2 separate regions of the Xenopus laevis genome follow, and region 2 is linked to region 1. A link is a contact called in public Hi-C data. All regions are on one chromosome and are shown on one strand. The core of a region is the stretch at or near the end of the contact, and the rest is flanking DNA. Distances in the headings are between cores, read along the strand shown.

Evidence for each region. A called contact is a pair of places that touch in the nucleus more often than the background predicts.
Region 2: a contact with region 1 is called in a Hi-C map of the XTC cell line, with 2.9 times the contacts expected there. The contact joins two enhancer-like sites. A contact is called at or near these places in 2 of 4 Hi-C or Micro-C datasets (the XTC cell line and animal cap).

What each region holds. Positions count from the first base shown.
Region 1 is chr2L:155,103,562-155,108,747 of Xenopus_laevis_v10.1, reverse strand. It overlaps LOC108708646 (a long non-coding RNA gene), which reads right to left. Exons shown (of 3, transcript XR_001934503.2): 2 at 4,710-4,791; 3 at 3,774-4,473. Among protein-coding and RNA genes, the nearest start is that of LOC108708646, 4.4 kb to the right of the region's middle. Within about 2 kb of position 2,682, at least 1 of the 7 cell types and tissues checked has an H3K27ac peak or open chromatin away from gene starts, as enhancers often do.
Region 2 is chr2L:155,167,306-155,172,491 of Xenopus_laevis_v10.1, reverse strand. It overlaps sp7.L (Sp7 transcription factor L homeolog), which reads right to left. Exons shown (of 2, transcript NM_001099905.1): 2 at 3,041-5,186. The coding sequence ends at 5,133. Among protein-coding and RNA genes, the nearest start is that of sp7.L, 21 kb to the right of the region's middle. Within about 2 kb of position 2,586, at least 1 of the 7 cell types and tissues checked has an H3K27ac peak or open chromatin away from gene starts, as enhancers often do.

The DNA.
Region 1 (5,186 bases), core at 1,433-3,932:
ATGTGGAGGCGCAGTTTCTGCCGCAACTGGGGGAGTAGGTCTGGGTCAGCGGGGCCCATGAGGGCCGGGGCCCACCGGGTTTTTTCCCGGTGTTCCTCCAGCCCAGTCCGACCCTGCCTGATGTAGCAGAGCCCCTAAAACAATTGGAATTAGTTCCAGGAAGGAATCTATTTGGCTTTACAATTTGGTACACAATACCATTGACTCAAGACCTTGTATGATATTTCCTAAACTGGCACATTAATAGAATTGTGCATGGTATTTGAAAAGATTATATGCCAGTCTTGATCGTCTAAAGTAAGGTACAATTCTGTATTCCAGTTCTTTATAAATTTCAAGGAGTCGACAGGTTGGGTATTAGTACATTGGCGATAAAGAAAGCTGAGAGATCCTTTCATTAGAGGGCAATGAAGGCAAATTGCTTCAAAGAAGGTATGCCAGGAGAAAGGAGATCTCTTCTGTAAAAAAAATGCCTTATTTGATTGTACCTATAAAGTTTTTGGGTTGGAACATTATGGCGCTCATTTATTAAACTTCCATTTTTTCTGATCAAGGTTTTTAGGGTTTGCAACTGGTCTTCATTTTTTTTGTGTTTTTTTCAGTTATTTAGCTTTTTACTTGTTCCAGATTGATATTTCAGCAGCTATTTAGTTGCTAGGGTATTACCTGTGGTTAATTAATAAAAGAACTATACAAAAACAATAATGAAGACCAGTTCCAAAGTTGGTAGGAATAGGACACTCTATAACATACTAAAAGTTAACTTAAAAGTAAACCACCCCTTTAATGTCATTGTAATGTTATTTAATCTCTTAATTGTGATACTTATATTATTATACTTAAATATTTCCCAACAGTCAGCTCCTCATTAGTTACACTGCTTGTTTTTTATGTTCAGGATATTCCTACTGAACACAATATCACTGAATATTATAATATATATACACACAATCTGCTGGTCCACACACAGGCTGTTAGTCAATGCCTGGGTGCTGGTTAAAAATTAGTAAATATCAATATCATGTGAAGAACCGCACTACACAGGACTTGTGAGTGAAAAAATGTTCCGTTTATTCCTTCAACATTTCAGCTTCTAACTGAAGACGGCTTGAGTAAGAAGCAGAAACTTTGAAGGAATAAACATTTTTTCACTCATAAGTCCTGTGTAATGCGGTTCTTCACATGATATATACAGTATATATATATTTTTTTCTTTCTTTTAATTTATTGATCGAACCATTGTAATTCGATTGCAAACAGCTAAATTTAAACATTTTTAATTCGATGGTTGAATTTCGACGTTTTAGCACTTCGAAATTCGACCCTTGATAAATCTACCCCTTAAATTGCATATAGATTGCAAGAATTCTTCTGGGCAGGTCCCTCCTAACTGTCTGTATTGTTTGTTTGTTTTTTGGTATTTTTGATGCATATATCCATTAATTGTAACCCCTGCAGAATATGCTGACCTTTTATAAATATGTGTATAATAAAAAATTTACTGACTTTGTCTGGAGGATCCAAAGTCGGCAGGTTTTATTGAACCAAATAGGACCAGCTTTACGCTATATTCACATATTCTTGTTTTGTTTTTACGCTATATTCACATATTCTTGTTGCAAATCATTTTATAACTGGGAGTCCATACACCTGATTTCTGTATATCTTTAGACATAGCCAGAGGGACATGCAAAAGGCAAAGTTCCAAAGGCAATCGGTACACAAAGATTTTTATATCAAAAGATATATGTCCCAAGGCTTGTTTTCAGTAAAAATAAATTATTTATTAGTATTCACATTTTAAAAAGTTTTTGATACATACTGACCCCATATGGCCCACCTTACGCGTTTTGTCTCTCATCTACAAGCAGTTTGCCTCTGTTTCCTAGTCTTTCAGTGAACAACACAGACATTTGTATCCTGTGCCTAGTCTGGACATAGGCACAAAGGCAAACATATTTTGATTTCACCATAAATTAACTATAGCGTAAGATCTAAATGTAGAAACCATTACGAAGTTCAGCTTTACACATATAGGGCCTATTTATGAAACCCTGATTTTTTTCTGGTCGAGTTTTTAAGGGGAAAACATATATGTTTACCAAAAAAACCTTGAATTTTTAAATATTTTTTGTACCCCACAGCTGTTAAAAATCTGAATCCAAATGCTAAAATCTGCTATGTAGAAGTCAATGACAGATGTTCCTTTTACAATTTGAAGATATTGTGATCTGCGCTGGGATTCGTTCGGGCGACAAGTGAAAACCAAGTGATTCGGGCATCACATCCGGAAAGTCATACAATTCAAATTTTCATTTGATTTTGTCGAGACTTTTCTTGCACAGACTTTTTTGAGCTTATTGTTTTATAAATTAGTTAAATTTGAGGATGGGAGTTAGGTCAGCTTTGCTTTAATCAAACAATGAGATAAACTAAAGTTTTAGTAATTACCCCCCATGGTGTATAATACCAAATGTGAAGCATTTTGCAGCAACAGATCCCACAGATTGCCAGTCCAGGCCTGGATGCATTGCTGAAAAGACTGGGCCATATGTATAAGCTGTGTGCAACGCTTACCTAAATTTCCCAGCTGACACTGGGTGTTTACATCTCCACGCTCTTGCATGCCCGCCCAGAGCTGAGCCCATTCAGGAGGGTGTGGAGAGATGACAGGGGGTGTGTAATAGGGCAGGTGTAGGAAGGCTGCTAATAACTGAGGTGTGCTTTGTACCAGCACATGTCTTGGCTCGCTCTAACCTTCCACCAACGCAGGCAGTGACAGCTGAATATGCAGCACATTGCTACTGAACAAACATGGGCGTGGGAGTTCAGCAACTTCCTGTATCCAAGAGATTCCATGGCAGCCAGACACGGAAACACAATGATAAGTATCAGACAGGCACCTCCACACTTTGTGGCACTCCAGCTCCCTGTTGTGTCTCCCTGGAATATAGTTCTGCCTCTTACTAATATATATATATATATATATATATATATATATATATATATATATATAGTAGAGCAAAAGAACCGCACTCACAGGACTTTCTGAAGGTGCAAAAACAAAAATGATGTTTATTTCAACGTTTCGGCTATTCACTTAAGCCGTCATCAGGAAGTGAAAAAACTTTTTTTCACTTCCTGATGCACCTAGGCAGTTGCGCTTGTTTTGAGTGCATATATATATATATATATATATATATAATTTTTTTTTATAATTTATTACACTTAACGGAGTGAAGTTTCGGCTGTAATAACAGCCTTTTTCAAAGTGTTGAATCACCATACAGTGCCCACTCAAATACAGTGCTGTGGCGGGAAATGCCTTGACGGCAACTCCCACACTGTGACATCATGGGAAACAAAGTGACGTGTGCATGTCACGTTTGTTACTTTATGCACACGTCACTTTGTTTCCAAAATGCCTTCCCGCCAGCAAGAATATGACTCGACGGTATCACACCACTATTTTAGGGTCTATGGTATACAGGACCCCCTATATTAGTGTCCCACAATACATTTCTCCTTACCTTTTTATACACAGCGCTTTAGAACTGGCATCACTGGAAACATTTTGCTCTCTCCTCTCATCAAGATGAAGAGGTACTAGAACCTATGGAAGAAATATAAAATAAATCAACAGAGGTAAACAGAGAAAAGCTGCCCGATAAGTACATATATTTGTATAAAGTAATGAGAAGCATTGTTCTCCTAAACTCCCTGTTGTTACAAACCAATTTATTTTATACATAAATAAGGATTCATTGTCTTCTTGTATTATTACTATCTTATTTTTAAATATCAGATAAATTGTTTTACTAAAAAGGATTTTGGTTTTAAAAGGCTGACTGTGAAACAATCACTATATAGCAACATACATTTGAGGGAATCAGATTGATTTTATGGAGACATGACAGAAAATTAATTATTTCCTTCAATTATTTCCTGATCACCTGCATATCATTACAGTTAATTTATTCCGTAACTAATGGAGCCATATTTGGACCCTTATGTATGTTTCAGAGTAAAATAAAATTATTCCCTCTATTTGGAGAATAGAAAGTTCTCTGTACATGATAAACTTTTCGTTAAATACACAAATATCTTAAATGAGTTTCAGAATAGAGTGTGGAATATCTCTTGCTTACCTTCAACTACAGTCTTATGTTGATAGTAGCCAGTGGATGAGGTGAATGCAATTTAAACCAGCCTTCCATGGTGAGGTTTTCTGCCAACACTAGGTCACAGACAGACATAGACAAGGTGCCCAAGCGCCTGTGACGCACGCCTTTTCCCTCAATAACAAGGAAAAGAATCTGCAGAATTACAGCAAACAAAGCAATAAAAAAAGGCAAAAGCTCACCATGCACAGCTACAGATTGAAGTAGAAACATGTAATTTCTTCTCATAAGGGATCTGTGTTGGAAAATGGTATGACTTGTTCCACAATGGGTCCTTACTATTTCTGATGGTCTAAAAAAGAAAGAAAAATATGATTACAAAAATGTGTAGGTTGTTTGAGCCTACTGATTTTCGGCAAAAGACTTGGATGATGGTCAGCTTGTCAATTGGCCAAGATGGAAAATTTTGATGGTGTGAACATTGGCTAGGGGATACTGCTGTGTATCTGATGATTCAGCTCTTAACATTTGTAATTGAAAAACAAACAATGGATAGATCGTAATTGTTATATCTATGGCCACCTTTACCTGCACTTCTAACATAGACATAGAGGATAGCTGGCCAAAATTTCTGAATCTACACAGCAGAGTTTCTGTTCTCCATCAGCACCTGGAAAAACAACAAGTTAGATACACCAAACTACAAAATATACCAACCTTTCCCCAAACAGTCAGCACAAAGATTTATAGGTATTCTCTCTTTAAGTTTTTCACTGTGTTGAGAAAGATTAAGGGGCAGATTTATCAAGGGTCGAATTAGTAAAAAAATTAAAATTTCAATCTATTCTTGTGTACCTCAACTAGGGAATAATCCAAATTCGTTTTGAATTTGAAAAAAATTAGAAAATTTGAATATCGAAATTTATCATGTACTGTCTCTTTAAAAATTCGATGTCGACCATTCGCCATCTAAAAACTGCCGAATTGCTGTTTTAGCCTATGGGGGACCTCCTAAAACCTATTTGGAGTCGGGTAGTGGACTTTGAAAAATCAACGTTTTTTTTT
Region 2 (5,186 bases), core at 1,337-3,836, 64 kb before region 1:
GAAATCCAATGGGGAAAAACTGAGCAGGGTGCTGGGAACTGATAGAGAATAGAGGGGGAGATGTTGAGTTGTGTGAATGGCTGGGGAGTGACAGTGGGAGTTGTGGGACAAGGATTGGGTGGAGGTTGTGAACTATACACCACTATATGTTCCAGGATTTTCTGCATCTGTTGACTGGATAACTGTTTTGCCTGGAGATGATTACTGCAGTGACTCACAGCAGCCTTGTTTCCTTAGCACCCTGTGAATAAATTCACTAGTGCCAGAAAAGTGGTTTTCATTTTGAAATGTGTAGTGATAATAAAATGGGAGATTTATGAGAGACATTTTGTTACTCTCAGTTGTTTGTATTTTGAGAGTCCTTTACTGAAAGATTTGAATAGCCCTGTGTGATGTTTCTTTGCAGTGTTAGCTGCACCTCCAGGAGCTTTACACCACTGGGCCATTTAAGGGTGCCAATCACTGTATTGACATTGTGCCTGCTTACAGATTCAACATTGCTGTCTCCTCTTACATCTTGTTGGGAATTAGAATTTGGATCTTTTAATGCTTTTCCTGTCTGGTATCATAAGATGGGTCTGATCTCTTCTAGTGTCACTGCAGAATATTTGTGCCTCAGAAGGGCACCGCTGTGAACATCTGTATTTTCTGGTGATGCCATATTATGCAGGAATACAGCCTCTCTTGCTGGGTCCCCAGGGCCACTGCCCTTCATTTTCTGTTGATCAACACAATCCTGTATTCATGAGATCACACTGCAACCCACTCTGGGACAAACACAAGGTCAGCACAGTGAAGCCTAAGAAGATATTCTAATTTCAGGCAGAATATTAGCACAATGTGGCATAATCCTAAGCAAACCAAGTAAAAAGCATTTGTAGCAAAACCACAAAGGCCTGGGCCTAAGGTGGCACAAATTAAAAGGTGGAATGCTGCCCAAGCGGCACCCGGTGTTACACGTGCTACACGTGCCCTGTCGCCTGTGATCCTGATGTAGGAACAAAGGATGCCCATGCGTGCGATCCTGTGGCAGGAGGGAGGGAACACAGTAGTAAAAATAACTATGGCTCCCGCACACCCTAAAGCAGTGTCGGACTGGGACACCAGGGGCTCACCCAAAAACCTTTGACTAGGGGCCTACTCTCAGTACTATTATGCTTCCTCTCCTCACTTAACCTCTAGTCTCATGTCTTTACATACTATAATCTATTATTCCATCTATTGAGCCACTTTGTTCTCATAGAAATAGGGAATGGCCATGAAATAGGCCAAATGTCTAGCAGCATAAGGGCCTACTGACACCTTGGCCCACCAGGACTTTTCCAGATATCCCGGTGGGCCAGTCCGACACTGCCCTAAAGTCAAATAGAGGAACGATAACTGGTGCACTAAGGTAGAGGATCGGAAAGCTTGACATTTAAGGGTGCCAATCATTGTATTCACATACTCTCTGCACATGTTCCAATAATTCTGTCTTTCTATGTATTCATGTTTTGGTGCCAAATGTCATATATAATGCCCCCTTAACATATGTTTGCAAGCTGGCTTCTGCTGTACTGGGCCTGGACTTGGCCAAAGTTATTCTAGGTTTGTCAATCTTGCTCCTGCCATTGTGGCTGTTTACAGATTCAACATTGCTGCCTCCTCTTACATCTTGTTTGGAATAAGAATCCTACATGCTTGACAAAGGGTTGTGACCCCAAAACGTTGCACTCTTGCATTAAACACGCAAGGCAATCTTGCTTGCATCAATCCTGTGTACCTTTGGATTTCTTTCTAAGGAGAGAGGGACTGACAGAGGACACTGGCCTCAAGGCGCCCTCAGCAGAAATTCGGCCCTCTACCCAAGATCAGAGGTCTGCTGTTATTTTGACATTTTCTCCCGACTGTCAACCCAGTTTTTAATATTCTAAACAGAAATAAGCAGAGGCACGTATCAGTAAAATACATATAATTATTATTTATTGAAGCACAAAATACAAATAAATAAGAAGTTCAAATAAAATAGACTCAAAGGTAAAGTTACACACACTTAAATAGAAGGTCATCCGTTAACATCAGTTTATTAGGTAAGCTTCGGGGGTGGTAACACATTTGTAAGGGGTCTGCCTAGTAAGGGGTTTGTATGCTTACTTGCCTGTGACCCCTAGAGAAAAATGCATTGTGTAGCCCACTGCATTTAATTTCTGGTACCAATGGTGCAGATATACTTTCCCATGCTCTTTTCCAAGTACATGCTTGGCCTGTTGAAATTATTTTTATTATTTTTTAAAGGAGAACTAGAACAACTTTGGCCCTGCACAGCCACCCTTCCCAAACTTGAGCAACTGCTCCCTAAAACTGCTCCTCTCTACTCTCACTAAGGCAGAGTTTCGCAGCTGGGTTCTTCTTAGCACAGACTGACGACTATGTAAATGGGCACTAGAAAACAGAACTAGATTGGCTTTTAGTGCACATACCCCTTTTCATCTATCAGAGCCAGGAACAAAGGTGAAACAGGCAAACATTACCCACCAACCCCTAACTAAAGGGGAAATCTCCATTTCATATACTGGTGAAATACATACATAACCTTCCCTGGCTCCTTGTTTTGCCATGATCCAGAATTCTTCTTATTCTGTTCTCAGCGGGAGATTGGAAGAGTTATGGCTTTTTTCACTGTTATTACTAGAATGTGCAACGTTGTGCAGCAATTACAATAAAATCAGTTTTCTTGTAATACTGCATAAAATGTATAACCCGATGTGCTATAACTGTACCTGTGTGATTATATAAAATTCATTGTTACATTTCCTAATGCAGACCCAGGTCCTTGGTTCAAATGCAAAATATATTATGAATCTTATCTCAACCAATCGTCTGTATGCGAGACATTCAAATAGAATACTCTGGGTCGACTATGTTTGTATTGAAAACATATGGACAGCCATAATCACATTAGAGGGGTCATACATTTCACAAAATACACCTTAACATCACGGGATGCAGGAATGTAGAAACAGGAACCTGTGGCTGCCGGGGGGACTCAGGAGCGTAAATGTCCAATGTAGTATTTAATGATGTGGAAGTTCTATATACATTATACATATTAGACAAAAGCCAGTTTCTGGAAAGTATGGGGCCCTAACATGATTTTTCAGTGTGGCCTACTAACTTCTAGTTACACCATTGTGACTTAACCTTATAAAACCTTATGTTTTTAGCAATACATATATGTTTTAAAACACGCAAAAAAACCTCTTAAAAAACAAAGTAATGTCTGTGGGAAATACATCTAATTTTACAGGTAACTAATCATGGTAATGTATGGCTTCCCCACAGCTTACAGTACAGAGTGCAATATTAATAATACAGCTTATGAAAGTGCACTTCAACATTTCCACAGCATTAACCCATTTACCATCAGTGGGACCCTCTGTGGTTTGCACATTGGCCCACGCACAAATGGAATCAGAGAGGACGAGCTTGTTTAGCACCACTATGGAATGCAAAATCTTAAAGCACTTACACGTTCAAGCAAAAGGCACATTGCCCCCTCTCTTTTGTCCAAATGAGCAGTTAAATGAAAGAGGATCTCTATTATGCCTTCAGTTAAAAAATAAAAATGGATATGCAAACTGCTCATGGTTCATTGCTAGAGTCAGAGACACTAATCTATGGTGTCCCACTGCTATTTATTTTCCATTCATTTAAAGGGAAAGTAACACTATAAAGTAAAAATGCCCTGTGTAGCCTTACTACAGAACACAATACTATATAAAATACTTTTAGTTTTGTTTTGCTGGGCCTTTGGGGGCAGGTCATGAATATGTATCATGCCAACACCGAATGCAATAGACAGGGTGGGGTTTTGTTTAGCATTTTGACATTATAATACAGAAATACCAAAAGCTGAATTTTGATTTGAATGAATAATTTTCTTTTCAGGTGTTTAAATCATTGCCTGACTTCAAACACAATGCTAAAATGTTAAAATTCCACCCTGATGAGCTGGGAACAATACATAAAAGGATCAGTGACACCAAAAAGAAAATGTCTTGTATACATATAAATAAAAGGGGCCATTCATGACCATGGGAGGCACAAGTGCAAGGGCACCGTACAACATTGTATTACTGGCAGAAAAATGCCAGAACCTAGCCCTGCAACCTGTAATTGACTATAATGGAAATCTGTTGGCAGTTGTCCATTATAGTCAACAACAGGAGACACATATGAGATCTGGCATTTTTATACAGAGAAAATGCTACAAGTCATGTATTTCTTAAAATATTTTGGTTGATTAATTTTATAAACAAAAAAATCAATAAATAAACTTACATGAAACAACAATGAAGAAAACTGTAAACTGTCTTGGAATACAAATGTCTAAGTCAAATGAAAGGCTAAGTTTAAGGTTAACTTTCCCTTTTAATGAGTTTTTACACATGAATAGGAAAACTGAACCTAGATCAGCTTCGTTCCTCCATCACCATAAAACCATTCCATGCATTTGTGCCAATTATATAGAATACCCAAGGGAGTAGAACCCCATACTGTTTGTTCTACAATGGCACAGGGGTTGTTTTGATCAATTGTGTGTATTCTATTAAGTGGCATGGCAGCCAGTTTCCACTTCCCATTTTAGGTAATAGCACAAGAGCCCCCCTCTGCTCATATTTCATCATAAAGAATAAAGATCACACAATAACACTATTTTCACTTGTACTGGATGCACCTCTAGTGCTAGAGGGGCTTGTTTCAGCTTCATGAACCATTGGGTTACACTGTCCAGTAAAACCCTGGAAGTGGAGGGGGGTAGTAGACCAGTTAGCTCATATTTCTGAATGTGTTGAAATTAGATTCCCTATGTTAACACTATAAATAACTCATCCTCTTGTGCAAAGAACACACACTACCAGGGGGAATACATTTTGCAAATATTTAAACATGATACACAGTTTACACACTGCCTCCATTCTGGCTCAAGAGCCAAGAGTTTAGGCACAGTCTTTAGCCTATGTTTGTCCTTCACTTTTCCCATCTTTAAAAAGGCGGCCTGCATCACAAAGCAAGAGCACAGCTGCTAAGGTGTTTTATAGATGCCGTACAGCTCTAATAAGCCTGTGGCCTGTTATGGAAGTTCTTCAGCATCATATTTCTAACAAGCCTCCTTGGCCAGGGCTACCAGATGCCCTTTCTTGGGT